Linked DNA regions of Mus musculus: all the other regions are linked to region 3. The links are chromatin contacts, called in public HiChIP or PLAC-seq and capture Hi-C maps. All regions are on one chromosome and are shown on one strand. Each heading gives the region's core, a stretch centred on a gene start, on an enhancer-like site or on the middle of the called end of the contact. The rest is flanking DNA. Distances are from core to core; before and after follow the strand shown.

Region 1 (5,831 bases), core at 2,094-4,593, 370 kb after region 3:
GCTAGTGCAAGAAAGTGTTGGTGGCTTTGTTCTTTGTTGTTGAGGAGGTGGGCCAAGAATGTGGACATTTTGTATGCAATGTGACTCATGGCTCTGCTACTTCCTCACTGTGACCCTGGGTGAGACCCTCGAGCTCCCTAGAAGAGGCAAAGAAAAATGTTCCCTTTCACATACTAAATCCCTACTTAAGGCAATTTGTATTTATATTTAAATCCTTCAGAAGGCACATTCTCTTCTCTCCTCTCTCCTCCCCTTCCTCCCCCTTTTCCCTTCTCTTCTGCCTCCTTCTCTTTCCCTCCCTCCTCCATTCTTCCTTCTCTTTCCTTCCCTTACGCCTCTTCCTCCTTCCAGCCTGACCAATTCAAATCCTGGGCGGGCCCTCTAGGTGATTCTGAAGACTAAAGAGTTTACCCAGCATCCCTTACCTGCAGTGGGCTTGGTGGGCACATTGCTGTTCTGGTAAATGGGCTGGGTGTTCTCATGCTGTGGCTGTCCGATCACAGGTGTCATGGAAGGTGTGTTGACGTTGGAGAGGATGCAGCCGGTCACCCTCTGGGGAGAGGAGAAGCATTTAGTCAGTGTCCTTAGCCCAGGGGCACTGAGACTCATGGCCCAATTGCCCGGTGGATAACCATCTCAGGCAGAGGGAGTCAGCTTCAAGCTCAGGGAGGGTCCTGGGGTTGGCTCTAGATGCAGCTGCACCACATGGTCGACACTGGCAGGAAACAGGGTAGCTCAGCAAGATAAGCTTGGGAGGGTATCACATACCCCTGCTCCCCAGTCCAGGGTTCCCTCCTAGCTATGTGACCTTAGACAGTTAATTGTTCCTGAACCTTAATTTTAATTCAAGTATGACATTATAGTTACCTTTTTTCTTTTAAAAGAAACAGCATCTGATGCATCTCAGGCTAACTTCCAACTGTGTAGTTGAAGATGACATTTCACTTTCCTTTTTTTATTTTTTATTTTTTGAGATGGTTTTTTTTTTTTTTTTTTCTTTTTTTTGGTGTAGCCCTGGCTATTCTGGAACTCACTCTATAGACTAAGCTGGCCTCAAACTCAGAGATCCACCTATCTCTGCCTCCTGAGTGCTGGGGTTACAATCTTCAGCCATCCCTTGCAGTTAAAACAAAACAAACAAACAAACAAAAAAACCAAAACAAACAAAACAAACAAAGGAATCTACATGTAGGTGGAATTCAGCCATAGTCTCCTGCCTTAGGAGTTAGCCCAGTTAGGCAGGCCAATCTCATGGCCAGAGGACTGCCACTCACCTCAGGAAGGCAGGCCTACCTTAATCCATTTCATCTGTGGCAGAATTACCTGAGCACGTACGTGTAAAGTCCGTGACACCTGGTAGGACTTGATGTAATCTCTGTGTGTCATGACTCACATGAGATCATATCTGTGAGGGTGCTCTGCAGGCCTGGGAAAGGTCAGGCTGACCACAGACCTCATCACTCCCTCAGCCTCTGCCAGCTAGACATGTCAGTAACCAGCTAGACACCAGTGCCATAGACAGCAGGATGTATTGTGTCACAGGAAGTGTGGGGTGTGTTTCAAGGCCCCTCAGGCCTGCCCATCACACCTCAGAACCACATGGTGACTTGAGATACATTATCCCACATCCTGTGTTATCACGCCCATTGCTCCCTCAGTGATGGAGAACGTACAGGGCTGAGAAAGTAGCTTTCTCCACAGTGGAGACAGAAGCAACCCACCTTTACCCAGGGTCAGAGGGCGACAGAGAATCATGAGATTAAGTGCATAATTAAGGTCCCTTCCCCAAAAGCCATTATCTCCCAGGTGAGGGTACCCACTGCATTTTCAGGATTGGAGTCCTGCTGTGAAAGAACCCTCAAGCCCCAGGGATGAGCAGGAAGACTCTCTGGGCACAGCTTCTAAAGGGGATCCTGCAGGCGGAATGCCTGGAGTCCTGAGCCCTAGAAGAGCGGGCATTTGTTTGGTGGGCTAACCCATCACTTCTGACTGCTCCTAACATGAGGAGGTCACAGGGACATCCAACTGCATCTGTAAGACAGCTTCCCAGCCTGCTTTGTGGGATCCTCTGCCCAGCTGCAGCTGATGGAATGAAGAGGTAATCTACAGTCTTTAATTATTATTTTACCACCAGAAAAGACAGTGCCACACTGGCACTTAGCAGCTATTCTGTGGCCAAGGACATTTCTTCTCTTTCTGCATCCTTGGTCCCATTTACCTTGCTCTGCCAGGAAGGAAATGATTGGCCATGCACACCCCACCCCCACCATTGCCTGTCCCTTGCTCGGTGCTCCATGGCTCTCCTGTCCGCAGCAGTTTTTACATACCCAGCCTCGAGTGGCCACCTCCCTGGCAAGTTCACCAGGACCACCAGCCTTATCCCAGGACTGGGAAACATGGAGTTATCAGGAAGCAGCACTGAGCTCTGGCTGCAAGGCTGTGGGCCATCTGGAAGCTACACTATCAGCCAGCCTCCGAGGGCTGCCTCCGCGGGCTGCCTCAGCTGGAGCTTGGGAATGTGTTTCTCTGGCTCAGGTTCAAGCTCTGGGCATGAGTAACAGAGGAAGTGCCCAGAAAGCCCGGGCATTTGGACAACCCAACAATGGCCAGGCCCTTATGGCCATTATGCCCAGGTCAGAGCTCAAGAATACCAGAAGGGTTTTTGGCTCTCCATTTCTGAAGCTTCCTTAGGGTCTCTGTGTGACTAAAAAAAAAAAAAAAAAAAAAAAAACATGGATTCCCAGATGACACTCCTCTCCCCAACTCAAGTGGCAAGTGTGAGAAATAAACTGATGTAAGCCACTGATAATTGTGTTTGTTACCACAGCACATTTTCACCTATCCTGACTGACACACCTTTATACAGGAAATTAGGTATCTTAAAAAAAAAGTTGTATCGTTCATTCTATGTATGTATGTATGTATGTATGTATGTATGTATGTATGTGTCTGTGTGGTAGGTGCATAGGAAAGCAGGGTCTACAGACAACAGAGGCATCAGATCGCCTTGAACATGAGCCCTCTCTAACTGCTGAGCCATCTGTTCAGCTCGGAGCAGTCTTTTATCATTTGGTTGTGGACACTTCCCAGAAGAGTAAGTGAGGCTGACCTGTCTCACCGTCTTTCCAAGATGACCAAAAACCGAATCAGGACAGGAATGAAGGGTTCTGAAGATAGATGTTCTGTCTACTTCCACAGAGGAAAGTAATAGGTTGAGTAGCAGAGTGTTCCATGCTCCCCCTGCTCCTGGTCTACTAGGATGTTCTGGGACCCTCATCTCATGTAGTAAAATGAAGCCCGGATGTGGGGGTTGGTGCAGTGCAGGGCGGTCAGAGGCTGCTCAGTGAAGAGAGGGTGGTGACAGCCCCTCCAACGGCAAGGAGAGGGCTGGGATACAGGTCTCCTTGGATCAGAATGACCCGTTTTAGGTAGCACGGGGCCAAAGATGTTCCACTCGCAGTGTGCGGAGATGACCACAAAGGGCAGTGTGCTGTATCTGTCAGCCTATCTGTAGTCTCCCCTTCCCCAGCCTGAAACCTGCTTGCTCAGGGGTGGAGCTTCCTGCTCATTCGTTCTGCCACGCCCACTGCTGGAACCTGCGGAGCCACACACGTGCACCTTTCTACTGGACCAGAGATTATTCGGCGGGAATCGGGTCCCCTCCCCCTTCCTTCATAACTAGTGTCGCAACAATAAAATTTGAGCCTTGATCAGAGTAACTGTCTTGGCTACATTCCTTTCTCTCGCCACCTAGCCCCTCTTCTCTTCCAGGTTTCCAAAATGCCTTTCCAGGCTAGAACCCAGGTTGTGGTCTGATGGCCGGACACAACAATTGGCGAACCAACTCGGGACTGAGAAACGGCAAAGGATTTTTGGAAGAGACGCTGCTGGTTCGGAGCTCCATAAAATAAAGGATAAAGGAAATTCATACTGGAGAAGGTATGGGCTAAGCTGAGACAGCGTTAAACCCGAGCGCTGGTTCACTTAGGTTCAGCAGTGAGGAGCTGGGTAATAGGCGGTAGGCCGTAGCTCTCTGAAGCTACATGAGGCGTGAGAAAAGAAAGGGTTTATTAAAAGGAATAGGCAGATTGCCCCAGTTAATAAAAAATGCATCATAAGGGAGGAAAATGTCCCAAAAAGCAGAGAGAAATATCTCTCTGGGCCTTATAGCAGGAGTACTCTGTTCCCTTTTGTGTCTTGTCTAATGTCCGGTGCACCAATCTGTTCTCGTGTTCAATTCATGTATGTTCGTGTCCAGTCTGTATGAATGAATGTTCTATGTTTTATGTTGGATAATAAAGATGGTATAAAAAACTTTATCTGCAAAGCCGAGAGCTGCCACGTGTTTCAGCCAGGAATCAGACACATGGCGGGAGGGCCCCTGCTGGAAAAACTGTTCGTTTTAGGAAATAAGGGCGAGTGCACAGCCTCTAAGTTTCGGAGTAAAAAAGCTAATAAATGGTTTATGATTAATGTGTTTGACAATGGTAAAGTGTTTTTTATTCTATGATTGTAGCTACAAAAATTATTATTCTCTGATTGGTCTAAATGTAACTGCTTCATTTGGTTCTTTTTTATTGGTAATGTGCTCTGAGTGTTTTCACAATCAGCTCATAAGTTGTTGGTTAAGATTAATAATTGTTACATTGCTACAGATGGTTAGTGTTAAATTTGATAACTCAAGTTTAGAGTCCTTCCGACACATGGCATAAAGCGGGCCAAGAGGCTGGGTCTCTAAAGATATTTCTAGTTTAGGTAATAATTAATGTGGTTCGTATCCTAAATAGTAAAATTTAAGATAAGATTTAAAGCAACGTCTTTTTATTAAAGCACTAAAGCTTGCTTTAATAGGTATTCATAGGTATTAATTGACATCCAAACTTTGTAATATGATAGTAATGCTTCTAATATTGATTTTAAAGATAATAAATTGTTTTAAACTTGGGTTTTACTTTCCCAGGGTTGTAGGTATTATCCTAACCTTGCACAAAAAACTTAAAAATTATGGTTAAAACTGCCATTGTTCCATTGACTGCAAGCTTGCAGTTTGATTTCAAATTTAAGATCTTTAATTCACCTGTATACTGTAATTAAGATAATTACAAGAGTAATCATCTTATGAGAGCGCTCATACAGCTCACTTCATACAAAACTGTGACAGAGTTATCTAGTTATGTTTGTCTTTATAAATAGATTAGACAAACAGTTTGGTTATAGTTGCTGCCTGGCAGGAAACTGCAGTACGGGCAATTTTTTCACAACACTAAAGTTGTAAAGAACGTTTTAACTGTAAGTCATCTTAAGAAAGAGTATCAAAATTTAGAGGCGTAGACAGTTATATTGTTCCTCTAAAATCGGTCCTTATTACAGGAGGGCCAAGATGCTCAGATTAAAAAGTATTTTACGTTTGAGTCAATACATGGCTCTGGGCAGCCCCAGAGCGGCTTGTGGCCTTTCTTTTGTTTTGCAAACAGTGCCTGAGAAAGTTTTTTCCCTGTGTTCAAGAGAACTTCTTTTTAACAGTGTTACAGATCTATTCAGAAGTTTAAAATAATGCTTTAATTCAAAGAGTTTTGCTTCTAGTGAACTGTAACCACTAGAAAATTCTGCCTCTAGGTATGGCTAATGTAACTTTACATTATGTAAGAAAAAATTTTATTGTTTCTGCTTCTATACAAGAAGCCAAGAGTTTTAATCTTTCAGTGTATATTGTTTCCTAAGTGAAAAGTATTTTATTAACTAATGCTTCTTAAAGTTTACCTTAAATCCTTGCCCTCACCCAAAAGATTCAGAGACAATATCCTTTTATTACTTAGGGTTTTAGTTTACTA
Region 2 (5,014 bases), core at 1,068-3,567, 410 kb after region 3:
AGCCCAGGGGAACAAATACCATGCAAGGCACATGAGCATGGCAGATGTCCAAGAAGACTGACAGGAGTGGCTGTCTCTCTCTCCTTCAGCATCAGGAAGAAGTTCTGAACTATGAGTGAGAGGAGGTAGAAAAGGAGATAAGGAGAGATGAAGTTCTGAAATTTCTCAGAGGGTAGCAGAAATGCCAACTCTGAAAGTCTTGCCAAGGGGGAGCCAGGCACCATGAGCTCAGTAGAGTTTGGGCATAAGAAAATGAAATTAAATATTTGCACAGTAGACTACAAACTGGCACTTGTGATGTGGAAATGCATTCAGACTTGTTTCTCTTACTTTATTTCCAGACCCCTAATTTTGACTCAGAAGGCCCTGCTCTATCCTGGATCCCCAGCTAGGGTGCAGATGTTCCAGAGGTGAACCAAACAAACCCAGTCCTTGCTCCATGGAACCTATAGCCTTGCTATATTTGTTTATTAGCGCTGGTGTTTATTTTTAATAGACATACGCTTGTGCGTGCATACACAAACACGCACGTGCATGCATACACATGTGTGCAAATCAAGCTGGCATGAAAGCACACTTGAGGGAGCTGTGCTGCAGTGTCTGTCAGGGGAAGACATATGAGAAGAATTCTCTTGACCTGGAGATGTGAATGAAGGAGAGGATCCAGGAGCTGGAGGCTTGGAGGTTGTGCTTCTCATGTGCAGAGAGTGCAATAAACCAAGACGCTAAGGCTCTAGAGCTCAGTTCTAGAACATTGGCTGGATCAACAGGCACCGTTTATGTTGGATGGTCTCTGGGAGGTAGCGTGTGTGTGTGTGTGTGTGTGTGTGTGAAGTTGTTAAGTAATAAAGAAAAAGCAAGTGGTATAATCTTACTTATGTCTTTGTTTTGGTTTGATTTTTGAGACAGGGTCTCACTATTTAGCCCTGGCTGTCCTGGAACTCACACTGTAGACTAGGCTGGACTCAAACTCAGAAATCTGCCTGCCTCTGTCTCCCAAGTGCTAGGATTAAAGGTATGCACCACCTCTCCCCAGCTACTTACATCTTAAGAAAAGCCCCTGGGCTGTGAGAAGAATAGATCGAGAAACAAAATCATCACAGCCAAGATGAGAATCCATTTATTGGAGGGAGGAGAGAGGATGTAGCTCTGATGTAGAGCAACTGGATAATCAGTGTCAAGCAGGGTGCCGGGAGAGTGGGACCAGTCTCCACCCTCACAGGATGGAGGGAGAGGGGGTGGCAGGCACCACACCATTTCCCCAACATGTACTGAGCTTTTTTTAATGGAAAAGTGGAGACAGAATCAGGAAGGAGACTTCTTTCAGTTAACATGACACATTATGGAATGTGTTGACTTAGCACTACTGAGCCAACAAGCCCATGGGCCATGTTGGCATGCATCCCTTCTTCTCCCAGCAACAGCTTCCTTACTGCAGCACTTTGTGCTGTTTTTGGTCCAATGATGCTTTGAAACTTCAAATAACTTTGGACCTTGCTGGGACCAGTAGTTTTCAGATCATTCATTTGCCACGGACCAAGTAACAGGATGGGGAGGCTGAGGAGAGTGGGAAATGTTTGTCCGACCGCATGGAGTTCTCTGCACACCCACACACCAGGTCACTTTTCATTGTCATAAAGACATTTCTTAGTGGCTCAGGCAGCTCTCTCGGGAGCAGTGCCTGGAGATTTAGAGTCTTTGGATGCTGGTCTTTTCTGTGTGTCCCAGGCAGCTCCTCGCTTGTCCTGTCCCTCCTCTTCCTGGCTCCCCCATTTTAGAGGTGCTGGCTGTCAATGCCACACATTCTCCCTGACATCCTCTGTAACTCTGCAAGCAGCTTTCCTGCAAAAACCCTTACTAAATGTTGGAGCTCATCATATCAGCTGTCCCTGAAGCTCCCTGGCAGTCATGGAGTGGCTACAGCCAACACTCCAGCCAGAATGAAGAGAGCAGGAAAGAGGAGGGTGTTCTTGGAGAAGAGCATCACCTGGTATTTCACACCACACAGAGCCCTGAGAGCACAATGTAGATAGGTCATCTAGAGGTCACAGGTCATGACCTCACTCCCTGTCACCCTGCTCTACTCTTTCTCACTTCAGAGGTCCCAATGTTCTACTCTGAAGCTGAGATCAGCTAACCCTGAATGCTCAAAGAGCATTCTCAAGAGAGAATCCTGGGCGCTCCCAGAAAGGTGAACCAAGTCTTTCTGAGGAGTGCCCTCTGGTGGAATTCACCATCTCTGCCCCCTTGGGCAATGCCCTTGGACAATAGGCCTTTGTTCTCTAGATCCTTTGAAGGGGAGTGGAAAGCAGAGCGAATCCCTGCAGAGCCTCAGGCTGAGTCAGCACCAGTATTGTTGACCTGCTCTTTTGTGCACAGTGTCAGGAGCTGGTGACTCTCCTGGCTCTAGTCCAGGACACTTGCTTCTCTCTGTCCTGTCTGCTAGCCTCCCAATGCAGTGCTACTGCCGTGTGGCTTAAAGTCTTTTCATCCTGTGGAAGAGATCTTGAGAAACATCGTCTTGGTCTACAGTGTTTTTCTGTACTGGCTTGGGGACCCACAGTGATAGGAAATTGACACCCAGTTTGTGAACTCTGACCCTTTCCTTCCCCACCCTTAGCTGAAGGGACTAGAATAGTAGTCGATAGAAATCCTGCCTTGGATATCTGGATGAGAAGACAGCATACAAGAGAAGGGAAACGTGCAGACAGCTCTTGTGGAGGCCTGAGGGGCTACTGTGGACCATTTCTGAGCTGTTCATGCAGAGGAAACAATTCTGCAGAAAGAACAGTGAATTAGATACAGAGCAAGAGGAAAGAAGAGAGGGCAGATACTCTAGTGGCTCCCCAGTGCTTTCTAGGTTTGGGGTTCTGGCTTCTCTGAAGTTCATTTCCACCTGTGGGGTTCATGATTTCTTTTTCAATAACATACTTCTTGCTAAAATGATTTTTATCTCTAACACTCCACAAATAAGAACAGCAGCAATGATACCATCAGCAATTCTCCTAAGAAACAGTGCTAATTTTAACACACCCTCTCTGTCTGTCTGTCTGTCTCTCTGTCTCTGTCTGTCTCTGTCTCTCTCTCTGCGTGAGAGAATGTCTTACTTAGGGATTTCTTGCTGTGAAGAGACACCATGACCACTGCAACTCCTATAAAGGAGAACCTTTAACTGGGGATGGCTTTCTCTCTCTCTTTCTCTTTCTTTCTCTGTCTCTCTGGCTCTTTCTCTCTGTTTAAGGGTATTAAACACTTAGAGCCAAGTTGGTGGGATACACCCATAATCCCAGCATTCAGTGGGCAAGTCAGAGCTGTGCAGAGAGACCCTGTCTCACAACAAAGCACAAAAAGTTGCTTATAAGACTTAGTCCAAGCCGGGCAGTGGTGGCGCATGCCTCTAATCCCAGCACTTGGGAGGCAGAGGCAGGCGGATTTCTGAGTTCGAGGCCAGCCTGGTCTACAAAGTGAGTTCCAGGACAGCCAGGGCTACACAGAGAAACCCAGTCTCAAAAAACAAAAACAAACAAACAAACAAAAAGAACAGCCCTTAGCAGCTCCATTACAGAGCCTGTCATGTAGATGACTCTGCTGAGACTATTATCCAAGGCCTAAGGTCTCCCAGTGGTGGTTTGAATAGACTCATGTATGTGAACACTTGGGCCATAAGGAGTGGCACTATTAGGAGTTGTGGCCTTGTTGGAGTAGGTGTGGCCCTGAAGGAAGTGTGTCACTGTGAGGTGGGCTTTGAGGTCTCATATGCTCAAGCAATGTGTGGAACACAGTCTTTTTCTGCTGACTGTGGATCAAGATGTAGAACTCTTCAGCACCACATATGACTGCATGCTGCCATACTCCGCTATAGCGATAAAGGACTGAACCTCTGAAACTGTAAGCCAGCCCCAGTTAAACAGTTTCCTTTATAGGAGTTGAAGTGGTCATGGTGTCTCTTCACAGCAAGAAATCTCTAAGTAAGACATTCTCTCATGCAGGGATACGACCAAGGCCAACCGTTCCTTCCCACCGGCATCCACTGTCACTTTTCTGACAAGTGTCTGCCTTCCTCCCTCCTCCATCTCATACAGGAATCCTCAAGGTGAGATGCAGGCAGCTACAGTGGCGGCTGGGCCCACACTTGGCTGAGAATGCTATGGAGCATCCCGAGCAGGTATTGCGGCTGAAAGGTAACCTCATGTATCTAGCCTGTCCTCTGAAAGATGTGGGCGGGATCCATGGGTGACAGCACACCCCGGATAGAGATCATGTTTATTTACCCCCAGCCTGTGCCCCAGCTTTGATGCTGGGGCTTTCCCTTACCACCAGATATCAATCAGAGGGTACCAGGGTTCAAAAGACACTTCGCGGGGCTTCCAGGAACAAGGAGTTGGGTGGGTGCCACACAGTTGGAGCGGTTTGTTAGGAGATAGTCATCTCTAAGTGTCCTGAGCAAAGAGGACAACTCCGGGCAATGCCCACATGCTTGGGGCTTTCATGTCACAGTGCAGAGGCTTGGGGGTGGGGGTGGGCATTGGCTTCCCTGGGTCTGCTCCATCAGTTAAGTGTAGTTCTACATACAACTTCATGCATCACACAACTGCACATCTCCACCACCGGGGAGCGTTCCTGTATTAGTATTTTAATGTGCCATGGGTACCTTGTGCTCATTTGCTTGTGGGTACAGTGTGCCCCTAGACTGAGCCAGCCTTTGTCTTAGCCAGCTGGCTTCTTTCATATGTTAATTTCGAAGCCTTTGCTTAAGGACCTCCCACTCTGCCCTTCTCTCAGGCTTCAACTCCAACCCCATGAATGGGGGGAAGAGGTGACTGGTTGTCTAGCAAGGAAATTAGGTGAGATAGAGCAAGGCTGTGGTGATGGAGAACCTGTGTCTGGAGCCACCACTGGCTCAAATTCAGATCTACCATTCTCCAGCTGCGTGAATGTAGGCCGGCACTTAACTCTTTGATGTCTCTCTTGCCTGCCTGTAAAACTGTGTCTGTCACACAGGATCAGTATAAGC
Region 3 (5,242 bases), core at 2,171-4,670:
ATGGTCCACGACCTCCCAAGATGGCCCGATATGATAATGGAAGTGGATATAGAAGGGGATATGGTGGGGGAGGATATGGTGGCGGAGGATATGGTGGCGGATACGGTAGTGGAGGCTTTGGAGGAGGCTTTGGAAGTGGGGGAGGCTTTGGAGGAGGCTTTAACAGCGGTGGGGGAGGCTTTGGTAGTGGTGGGGGAGGCTTTGGCAGTGGTGGAGGTGGATTTGGTGGTGGTGGAGGAGGCTTCAGTGGTGGAGGAGGTGGTGGATTTGGTGGTGGCAGAGGAGGTGGAGGTGGCGGATTTGGGGGTAGTGGGGGCTTTGGAAGTGGTGGGGGAGGGTATGGTGTTGGAGGTGGTGGCTATGGAGGAGGTGGTGGTGGTGGCTATGGAGGAGGCAGTGGAGGATATGGAGGTGGGGGAGGGGGTTATGGTGGTGGGGAAGGTTATAGTATAAGCCCCAACTCTTACCGTGGGAATTATGGTGGTGGCGGGGGAGGGTATAGAGGAGGTTCCCAAGGAGGCTACAGAAACAACTTTGGTGGAGACTACAGAGGGTCCAGTGGAGACTACCGGGGATCCGGTGGGGGCTATAGAGGATCTGGAGGATTCCAGCGAAGGGGTTATGGAGGTGGTTATTTTGGACAAGGAAGAGGAGGAGGGGGTGGTGGTGGCTATTAAGACTGGACTCTGTCGGAGCCTGTGCATACAGTTGAAAAATGCATGCTGTATGTTTTTCCAAGATGTTTATTTGCACCAAAAAAGTAAACCCATTTCCCACTTAATCTGTAGTTCATGTGTAGTTTCAAGCAACAAATGTAGACTAGTGATTTTGTTTTATATTGTGTAATGTAAAATATGACCTGTTATACAAGTATCATACATACAGTTTGTATTTTTTTTTCTTGAAGGGGTAAAGGTTTGCCTTTTAACTTAACTTGACATTTTCTTGGTTTTCATTTAATAGAAAATAAAGTATTATACTGAAAATTGATTGTGTCATTGATGTTCTTTTTTACAGAATAAGAGTTGAGCCTATATTCCCCCCTTTTAATGTTAGGGTCTCAGTATATCCAGGAACTAGCTGGTTTGCCTCAACCTCAGAGATTTATTTAAGGTGTGTTAGTAACTCTGGTGAAAAACATCTGATTTTAGTTAAAATATTTGTCTTTGAAAACAAAAGACTAAGGCCAGCATTTTCTATTCCAAATTAGTTTCCAGGGGTTGTGGGTGCATCAGGAAAAGTAAGGCCAAATAAAAGCTATAGAGGCCTTGAACACATTTAGGCAATGGTAGGTGAGACCTATAATGTATGACTCAGTATTTAGGTGTAGAGAAGTTGGCCAGTTCTTCCCATTAACATGTATCCCAAAGTATGTAAAGTTACAGGTGCTTTTGATAATTTTTGAAATTTCCAGTAAGTTGCTAGAGTTCTTTGGGGAACAAGAAATCCTGGAAAACCCAGGCCCTGTGGCATGTTAGGCAAGCACTATTAGTATGTAGTCCTGTGTCTGCATTGTTGGAGGGAGATCAGATCAATGGGGGCCAAACATCATGACTTCCTCTGTTAACAGTCTGTTAAAATTTGTCATTTCCATGTGTGTGAACACAGAGTTTAGTTACTTCATTGCATGTTACATCTAGTCTGATCTCTGTTCTCTTAAAAAAAAATTATTCCCTATATCTTAGTAGGCCTTAGCTTGCTTATAAAATAATTGATCCTATACCCAAAGCATTACCCTTTTGCTTAGAGGATAATTTCTCTGTAACCACTCTTACAAGCTGTACTAGCCATGAATATTGATGGGTTTTGGTGCTTTTGATCTTTACATGGTATGAAAAGTAAGAATTAGAAAATCCCACATGCTCCATTTGGGGTGGAATAAATAACTTTGAGAAATGTGAAGTTGAGTTGTATGCACTGTTCACCCCCCTATATGGTGGGAGCCTAAGATTTGTAGTCTGGAGTTACAGAGAACCATTGAGTATAGTCATGTTTTTCAGTATTGAAACTCAAGAGCCCTCCATAGGTCCAGAACTTGTTCTTCCAGCTCTAGTTTCCCAGATTTGGATGTTAGTCGATGTCATTGCCACAGTCTCAAAGCAGTGATCTCTTCACATGAGATGGAGGTCTAAGCACCAGTTAGATTAAGTAGCTTGCATAGTAGATTATCTCACTGCACTTAAACATGCTTTTCTTTCATTTTTTTAAAAGATTTATGTATGTGAGTACACTGTAGCTGTACAGATGGTTGTGAGCCTTCGTGTGGTTGTTGGGAATTGAATTTTTAGGACCTCCGCTTGCTCCAGTCAACTCCGCTCGCTCCAGCCCTAAGGTTTATTTATTATACATAAGTACACTGTAGCTGTCTTCTGCCACACCAGAAGAGGGGGTCAGATCTCATGGATGGTTGTGAGCCACCATGATGTTGCTGTGATTTGAATTTGGGACTTTAGGAAGAGCAGTCAGTGCTCTTACTTGCTGAGCCATCACTCTGCAGACCAGACTGGCCTCAAATTCATAAATCTGCCTGCCTCCGCCTCCCAAATTCTGGGATTAAATGTGTGCCACCACGCCTGGCTCCAACATGCTGTTCTTAATATGAGCATTAATTATATAGTGTAGCCTTACTACCCTATAGTAAGAAATTGAAAGGAGGTTATCAGATTAAAAGTTTACCACAGAAAACAAACACCAGTTTCTGGAAGCCATGTTCAGATTAGAATCTGGAGTTTGGTACCATGGGGACAGATCAAGAGAATATGAATGGGGTCATCTTCAGATCTGTCCAGACAGCAGACATCCAAGCACAATTGTCACAGAGCACATTGGATTGGTGCTAATAAAATTGTTTTTGACTTCTAAAACAGTTACTGAATTTGAAGGTTTTAGGTATAAATCACTTTTTGGAAGTGCAAGGATGGATCTGTATGCCTTTTAATTGTGGCTGGGACAAATGCATTTGTCAGACTTTGTGATCCTTCAGGTTTTAGCTGTGTGAAAGACTGGGAACCTTGGTAACAATCTTAGTGGCTAAGTCCTTTGTCCAGAACATCAAAAGTTTGTGGAGTTGCTAAAGAGTGGGTGGGGGTTTCAAAAGCCATTTAAAAGGCAGTGTGATCTGGGCAGTGGTGACTCATGCCTTTAGTCCCAGCACTTGAGGCCAGCCTGGTCTACAGAGTGAGTTCCAGGATAGCCAGGACTGCACAGAGAAACACTGTCTTAAAAACAAACACCCTTCTGAGTGAATTCGAATCTTGAGTATATACAAAGGCTTACGGGAGCGGGGTGCCTTAGGGTTTCTGTTGCTATGCTGGTCAAGCATCTTGGGGTGGAAAGGGTTATGAAGGAAGTCTTAGCAGGGACTGAAGCAAACTGCCTTGCTCAGTCCTTCCCTACATCCAGGAGCACCTGTCTGGGAGTAGCTGGGTGTGGTGGAGCACACCATTAATCACAGCACTCAAGGCAGAGAGGCAGGTGGATGGATCTCTTGAGTTCAAGCCAATCTGGTCTACAGTGTGAGGGGGTTCTAGGATAGCCAGGGCTGTTACAACTCAATTGAGGCCCTCTTTTTTTTTTTTTTGGATGCTTATCAAGTTCAGAGGGAGTAATGTGACAAATGGTAGAATGTGTGCTTAGTACTTGTAAGGCTCATGGTTCTGTCCCTGGTTGGTATGCACACAAAGAAGCTGTGTATTGGTCCTTATCAAGGAAACATCCCATTGAATTTAGATTCCCTTGGCTGAGAAAATACAGGTTGTAGGAAAAATAGTTGTCAAAGACATTAATGTTCCTAGTTCTCAGGAACTGTCGAAGCATACTTTATTATGACAAGGTTCAGTTTGCTTATGTGGTTTAGGTTAAGGTCTCTGGGATGGGGAGGTATTCTGGATTATCCAGGTGAACCTAATTACCAAAAATGGCTCAAGCTGGCCACTAACTCCATCTCCCTGGGACTGGGATCATAGGCATTCTTCATTCGGGTGGGGATTCTGTGGCGCTGGTGCTGGAACCCAGGGCTTTGCTTTCACATGCCAGGCCAGTACTTCACCTTCTGAGCTACATCCCCAGCCCCTTAGCTATGCTTTCTAGAGTAAATTCTGTGGCATATGACTCACCTTTATAAAGCTAGAATCTTAGCCAACACATTAAAACCACTAATTGAAAGACAGCAAGCATTTAAACATTTTAATCTTTGAATTTAAAACAACCATTTCTGAGATACAAGAATCATTTATCACATTCCTGAACTATAAAACACGAACGAACACCTATCCAGACACTTTACCCGGTGACTATCCTAATATCCCCCTTTAAGTTGGCTTCTATCCTGTTGTTGTTCATTTCCACATTCAGAGTTTGCATGACTTTGGAGAGCATTTTGTCATCTTTCTTATCTCCTGAAGCAGCCCCTTTGTTGAGAGCTGCTTCTGCTACAATAAAGAACTGTTCCGATGGCTGAAGAATGCTCACTCCATAGCCATTGTTGTTGTAGATATGATTGTTCGTCATCTTCAGTTTGGGTGCTGGAAGAACCTGTTAAATTGTTTGAGAAAATAAGCTGTCCAGTGATTTGGTATAAAAACAACAAACTTAAGATGGCACTGAGACTGACTCTGGAGTCAACAGGGTTCTTTAAAGCTACAACAGTTAGCTTCACATTCATCAACCTTAGTACACATGTGAATGAAAAAGTATAGGGTTTTTTCATGTTTTATCCTAAACTGATATAAATCATTGTAGCTAGGGGATGCAGCCTGTTAACGTCTGTAACATGATCAAACATGAAAATTATTTCAGGCCGGGCAGTGGTGACGCATGCCTGTAATCCCAGCACTTGGGAGTCAGAGGCAGGCAGGCAGATTACTAAGTTCGAGGCCAGCCTGGTCTACAGAGCAAGTTCCAGGACAGCCAGGAAACCCTGTCTTAGAAAACAAAACAAAACAAAAAAATTCAGACAATATGGTAAAAAATACAATAGGCCAATAAAACAGCATGATTTGATAAAAGGACAGGCTGCCAATAAACTAGAATGCTCGTTACAAGTAACCACTTCTTTTAAGAACAGTGATTATAATGGAGTATTCACTCATTACAGAGAAATGTGTCTCAGGTAAAAGGTTAACATGAACATACTACACAGGGAACTTGGCAGGGATCTGGTTTAAACCATACTGTGGAATAAGGCTCAAGGATATGCAGGGGTTTGTTGTTGGATTTTGCTTGCTATTTACTTTCCATCCTC
Region 4 (5,025 bases), core at 642-3,141, 340 kb after region 3:
GATTTTGTTATGTAGCCTAGTCTAGCCTCAAACCCACCATCCCCTTGCCTTAGCCTTCCAGATGCTGAAGTGACAGGCATGAGACATCACATCAGTTCTTTGTTTTCATTTTTCTAATTACAAATATAACACAAGCTTGGGAAGTACAGGAGAAAAAAAATAGAAATCAGTCTCAAACACACTCTCCAGCAGCCACAGTTGACCCAGCATAGCCCAGGGCTTTCTGTCTGTCAAGAGCTGTGTAGATCCACATTATCACTCAACTGCAAAGGAGGCATTAAGTTGTAGCTTAATGGTAGCGTGTTTCCCTAGCATGCATGAGGCTCCTGTCCCAAACACTGCAAATAGGAAGAATTAAAAATCGGGGCTGGAGAGATGGCTCAGCGGTTAAGAGCCCTGACTGCTTTTCCAGTGGTCCTAAGTTCAATTCCCAGCAACCACATGGTGGCTCATAACCATCTGTGATGGGATCTGATGCCCTCTTCTGGTGTGTCTGAAGACAGAGACAGTGTACTCATATACATAAAATAAATCTTAAAAAAAAAAGAATTAAAAATCAATTGCTTAAATAGTAATTACCTGCATTCTCTTCTTGTTTTAGATAAGATTTATTTTGTTTTTAAACTCTGTGTATGTGTTTGTGTTTCTCTCTGTCTCTCTGTATGTGTCTCCCTTGCTTTGTGTGTGTGTATGTGTGTATCTCTCTCTGTCTCCCCCACGCTATGTGTGTGTGTGTCTCTCTGCCTCTGTGTGTGTGCACATATGCACATACTTGAACGCAAGTGTCTATGAGGGTCAGAAGCTATGCCCCTGGAGCTGGACTTACAGACAGTTGTGAGCAGCCGGATAAGAGTGCTAAGAATCACACTCAGGTCCTCTGTAAAAAGCCACGCACACTCTTAACTACTGAGTCATCTCTCCAGCCCCAACTTGCATTATTTCATTTATTCATATTTCATATTGCGAGCATTCTGCCACATCATGAAGATGACCTGGGAGCTAGCCACACGGCTTAGCAGGTACAAGGCCTTTTGGTTTGATGGCCTGAATTCGGTGCCTGGAACCCACATGGCAGAGGGGGAACCAGCTCCTGCAGCCTGACCTCTGTGCCATGTTCTCCCACACTAAACAGATAAATGAAAAATCATGTGCAAGCGTGGGGTCTAGCCTTTTCTGTAGCTCCTCCTAGTCAGATAGTATGGAACCTTTATAGTTACATCTGCGTTTTTTGCAACCTAATTTTTGTACATAACACTTTGATGACTATCTTTCTACATAAACCTTTTATCACATCTCTAATTATTTCCTCGGGATAAGAAGTAACATAATTGGACAAAAGGATGTGGAAGTATTTCAAGCTCTTGAAACGTATTACCAAATGGCCTTCTAGAAATGTGCTGATGTTCAGTTCCAGGAGCTAGGAATTTACAGCATCTGGTAGCAGGGTTAGATCCTGCCAGTTCTGGATCTCACAGGAGGAGGAAGGACGTTGCTTGTAAGCAGTTCAATCATTGAGCAAGACCTGCTTTAGGGGGAAAGGACTCAGAATCCCCCCCCCCCCCATAATTCTTAAAGCTGGTTTCACAGAAGCAGAAATGATGAAGATCTGTGGTCCATTCTTCTCTACCAGAAAGGTGCACACTGTCAGAATGCCATTGTTAGCTTAATTCTGTGTGTGTGCATGTGAGTGTGTGCATGTGTGTGTATGTGTACCTCTGCGTGTGAGTGTGTGTGTGCATGTGCCTGTGTGTGAGCGTGTGTGTGAGCGTGTGTGTGTGTGTGTGTGTGTGTGTGTGTGTGTGTGTGTGTGACATATCCTTGGGTGTTTCTACCCACCTTTACTCTGCTTTCCCTGTGGCTTAACAACTGCTTAACATAAAATTGCAGCTAGGGCTGGGCGTGGTAACACATGCCTATCTTTGGTCCTAGCCCTTTGGGAGGCAGATGTAGACAGATCTCTGTGAGTTCAAGGTCAGTCTAGTCTACAAACCGAGCTCCAGGACAGCCAGGGCTGTTACACAGAAAAACCCTGTCTCCAAAAACAAAAACAAAAACAAAAACAACAAAAAAAAAACAAATCAAAACAAAACAAAAACATCGTTAGAACTCTGACATTGCTAAAATAAAAGGTCAGCCTTGAGCACCCTGGGGTGGGAGTGTGTGGGGGTGGGGGTAGGGGAGACTACAAGCTAAGCATACAGTATCAGAGCCTCCACCTAGTCATGCCATCTGGATATGGAGCAGCATACAGCATGGTTTATGTAGGTGGGGTTCACATTAAGTTTGCATCAAGGCTTCTGTCCTATGGGCCTGGAATGCTCAGGAGAGGCAAGGCAGGAATCTGCAGAGAGCTACAGCTCCTCTTGTCAGTTGTTAGACCCTGCACTGGGTTCACTGTTCAGTAACCGATTCTCACACTTGCCTACACACTAGAGTTGCCTGATGAGGTGGGACATTGAGATGGCTCTGTGGGCAAAGACACTTGCCACCAAACCTGGAAATCTGAGTCCAATTCCCTGGACCCACGTGGTCGAAGAGGACCAATGGCTATAAGTTGTCCTCTGACCTCCACACATGAACTGTGGCATGCATGCATGTTCACGCACGCACGCACGCACGCACACACACACACACACACACACACACACACACACACACACACAGAAAACAAAGAAGTCAAAACAAACAAATAAATAAATGCAACTTTAAATTTTGAAACAACAACAATAAAGAATTACCTAGGAAACTAAAAATTCCAAACATAGACTCATACCCAAGATCAATTAAACTAAAATGTCCCAGACAACAACAATCCCCACCCCACCCCCCCACCCCCCAGGTGATTCTGGTGTGCAACTGAGTTCATGAGTCAGTCAAATATAGAATTAGAACTGGAGGGCTGGTAAGATGGCTCAGTGGGTAAGAGCACCCGACTGCTCTTCCAAAGGTCCGGAGTTCAAATCCCAGCAACCATATGGTGGCTCACAACCATCTGTAACAAGATCTAACTCCCTCTTCTGGAGTGTCTGAAGACAGCTACAGTGTACTTACATATAATAAATAAATAAATCTTTAAAAAAAAAAAAAAAGAATTAGAACTGGAAACATGGGCATGCCAGGGAAGATAAGGGAAGGATAAACTGAGAATTCACTGAAGTAGAAGCACACAGAGATCCTTAAACTGCCTGTTCCTGCAGATGTTTTGGGATAATCTGGTGTGAGTTAAGTAATGGCAGGCCTGCTTCCCATCGCTTGACTCTAACAGCCAGATAACGCACATTTGATGGGCGCTCTCTGGATGATGTGTGTGGTAAGGGAGCCATTCAGAGCAAATGTTCGAGTTGAAAGCATGAACGGAATGGCTCTGAATGGCAGTTGGTGCCCACGAGGGAATAGCTCTGTGGCTGACGTGAGTGCAGCTGCCTGCTGCTTTCCACTCAGGATCAAATGATCTGACACCCAATCAGGAACCATGCCAAGGCTTGGTGGGTGGTAGGCAGATGGAGCCTTTGTGGCTGGAGATGCTTCTCCTTTGTAATAACAGGTGACAGATTTGCCCCTGGAGACCACCAATAGATTGAGGAGAAGAGCCCATAAGACCTGCACATTAGCAGTCCCTCTTCCTGGCTTCAGGTCAGACACTAGAGATAATCTCTGCTGTTCTAGGTGGTGGGTTTTTCATGCCAGAGAGTGTAAGGATGGACAAAGGTGTCAGGTAGAGAGTTGTCTGCCCTGTAGAACTCAGCTGCCCGTCCTATCCCCTATGTCTCTGGTCTCTGGCTCGGGCCCCCAGCTAGACTCCACATCTCCTGTTCTCCTTCCTCTGTAGATGACCCTTTGGGTCTCTATGCTGATTCCCAGTCCTCTCAGACCCTGACACACCAGACTCCACCAGGCTTCCCTGTCCTTGGACCCATATTGACAACCACAAGTGTTTCATTCCATTTCAAAGCTAACTGAAGGACACACTAAAGGCTCTTGAATCAGTATTTCCAGCATAGGATATATTTCTATCTTAATATGTTCATGAATCTCTGGATCCATTATTGTAAAAAGGCTCTTTGGGAGTTTGAATGAGACTGTACCTCAGAGGTCCAGGTGTTGGTCCCCAGTTGGTAGAGCTGCTGGGATAGGTTTAGGAGGCATGGCCTTGCTGGAGGAAGTATGTCACTGGGGTGGGCCCTGAGGTTTCAAAGGCCTCCTATCATTCCCAGGGCACTCTCTCTCTGCTTCCTGTTCAAGATCTGAGCTTGCTGGTCCTCCTACCATGTCCACTGCCCCTGTTCTTCAATCATGGACTCTAACCCTCTAGAACAGAAAGCCCATATAAACTCTTTCATCTGTAACTTGTCTTTGTCTTGGTGTTTTATCACAGCAATAGAAAACTACATAATACAGACTCCCTCTGCCCCAAAGAAGTGTTTTCCTATGGTCTTTGTACCCCTTTCTTTTATATCTTATATTCAGCCTACAAGGAAATTCAATTAATTCTGTCTTCAAAACAAATGTATGAGCCAGGTTTGGTGGAGTATGTCTGAAATCCCTGCACTGGGAGGTGGAGGTAGGAAGATCAGTAAATAGTTCAAAGCCTGCCTGGGTTATATTCGACCTTGTCTAAAAACAATAAAACAAAACAAAAAACATATATGACTCTGCTCAGTTCTCATTTATACCTGGGTCCAAGTCTCCACTGGTGTAATGACTTCCCCTGCCCCACATACCCAAGTCCAAATTCCTGGGACTTGTGACTGTTATCTCATATGATTAAACCAAGGGAATTCATCTTGAAAACATTCTGGTTAGTCTGGGTGTCCATAACAGCAGAAACAAGTGTCCTAAGTGAGAGGTAGAGAGGAATTGGCTGTAAGAGAGAAGTAAAGAATGGTCTGGGGGAGGAGGAGGCCAGGAGCTAGGAACACAGCCCCTTGTCTAGAAGAGTTGGTTATCTGACTGCCCTACACCCTCCGGGAGTATAAATAGTCACTGTTTATAACTGTGTCCATAGCTGTAGAAGAATGGTCCATG

Evidence for each region. HiChIP or PLAC-seq counts read pairs in DNA pulled down with a chosen protein or histone mark. Capture Hi-C pulls out chosen DNA fragments and counts their contacts.
Region 1: a contact with region 3 is called in a capture Hi-C map of embryonic stem cells, with 2.3 times the contacts expected there. The contact joins two enhancer-like sites. A contact is called at or near these places in 3 of 39 promoter capture datasets (the C10 cell line, embryonic stem cells and pre-B cells), 1 of 15 datasets of contacts at CTCF or cohesin (large pre-B cells), 5 of 484 Hi-C or Micro-C datasets (B cells, the G1E-ER4 cell line, brain and 1 more), 3 of 115 datasets of contacts at active chromatin or transcription factors (embryonic stem cells, epiblast stem cells and extraembryonic endoderm stem cells) and 1 of 9 other capture datasets (embryonic stem cells).
Region 2: a contact with region 3 is called in an H3K27ac HiChIP or PLAC-seq map of embryonic stem cells, with 4 times the contacts expected there. The contact joins two enhancer-like sites. A contact is called at or near these places in 4 of 39 promoter capture datasets (the C10 cell line, cranial neural crest, embryonic stem cells and 1 more), 1 of 115 datasets of contacts at active chromatin or transcription factors (embryonic stem cells) and 1 of 9 other capture datasets (embryonic stem cells).
Region 4: an H3K27ac HiChIP or PLAC-seq map of embryonic stem cells shows a contact between it and region 3, with 3 times the contacts expected there. The contact joins two enhancer-like sites. A contact is called at or near these places in 6 of 39 promoter capture datasets (the C10 cell line, the HPC-7 cell line, HPC-7-derived erythroid cells and 3 more), 3 of 15 datasets of contacts at CTCF or cohesin (CD8 T cells, large pre-B cells and pro-B cells), 11 of 484 Hi-C or Micro-C datasets (the 63-12 cell line, B cells, the G1E-ER4 cell line and 6 more), 5 of 115 datasets of contacts at active chromatin or transcription factors (embryonic stem cells, epiblast stem cells, extraembryonic endoderm stem cells and 1 more) and 1 of 9 other capture datasets (embryonic stem cells).

Annotation. Positions count from the first base shown.
Region 1 is chr1:153,081,058-153,086,888 of GRCm38.p6, reverse strand. Nmnat2 (nicotinamide nucleotide adenylyltransferase 2) reads right to left here. Exons shown (of 11, transcript NM_175460.3): 5 at 426-552. Among named protein-coding and RNA genes, the nearest start is that of Lamc2, 100 kb to the left of the region's middle. Within about 2 kb of position 3,343, at least 51 of the 459 cell types and tissues checked have an H3K27ac peak or open chromatin away from gene starts, as enhancers often do. A contact at or near this core is called in embryonic stem cells, where this site is marked.
Region 2 is chr1:153,037,569-153,042,582 of GRCm38.p6, reverse strand. The region is part of intron 1 of Nmnat2 (nicotinamide nucleotide adenylyltransferase 2); the gene reads right to left. Among named protein-coding and RNA genes, the nearest start is that of Nmnat2, 85 kb to the right of the region's middle. Within about 2 kb of position 2,317, at least 107 of the 459 cell types and tissues checked have an H3K27ac peak or open chromatin away from gene starts, as enhancers often do. A contact at or near this core is called in embryonic stem cells, where this site is marked.
Region 3 is chr1:153,451,504-153,456,745 of GRCm38.p6, reverse strand. It overlaps Shcbp1l (Shc SH2-domain binding protein 1-like), which reads right to left. Exons shown (of 10, transcript NM_001033162.2): 10 at 4,172-4,533. The coding sequence ends at 4,282. Dhx9 (DEAH (Asp-Glu-Ala-His) box polypeptide 9) reads left to right here. Exons shown (of 28, transcript NM_007842.2): 28 at 1-988. The coding sequence ends at 677. Among named protein-coding and RNA genes, the nearest start is that of n-TIaat13, 4.5 kb to the left of the region's middle. Within about 2 kb of position 3,420, at least 17 of the 459 cell types and tissues checked have an H3K27ac peak or open chromatin away from gene starts, as enhancers often do. A contact at or near this core is called in embryonic stem cells, where this site is marked.
Region 4 is chr1:153,106,442-153,111,466 of GRCm38.p6, reverse strand. The region is part of intron 8 of Nmnat2 (nicotinamide nucleotide adenylyltransferase 2); the gene reads right to left. Among named protein-coding and RNA genes, the nearest start is that of Lamc2, 77 kb to the left of the region's middle. Within about 2 kb of position 1,891, at least 30 of the 459 cell types and tissues checked have an H3K27ac peak or open chromatin away from gene starts, as enhancers often do. A contact at or near this core is called in embryonic stem cells, where this site is marked.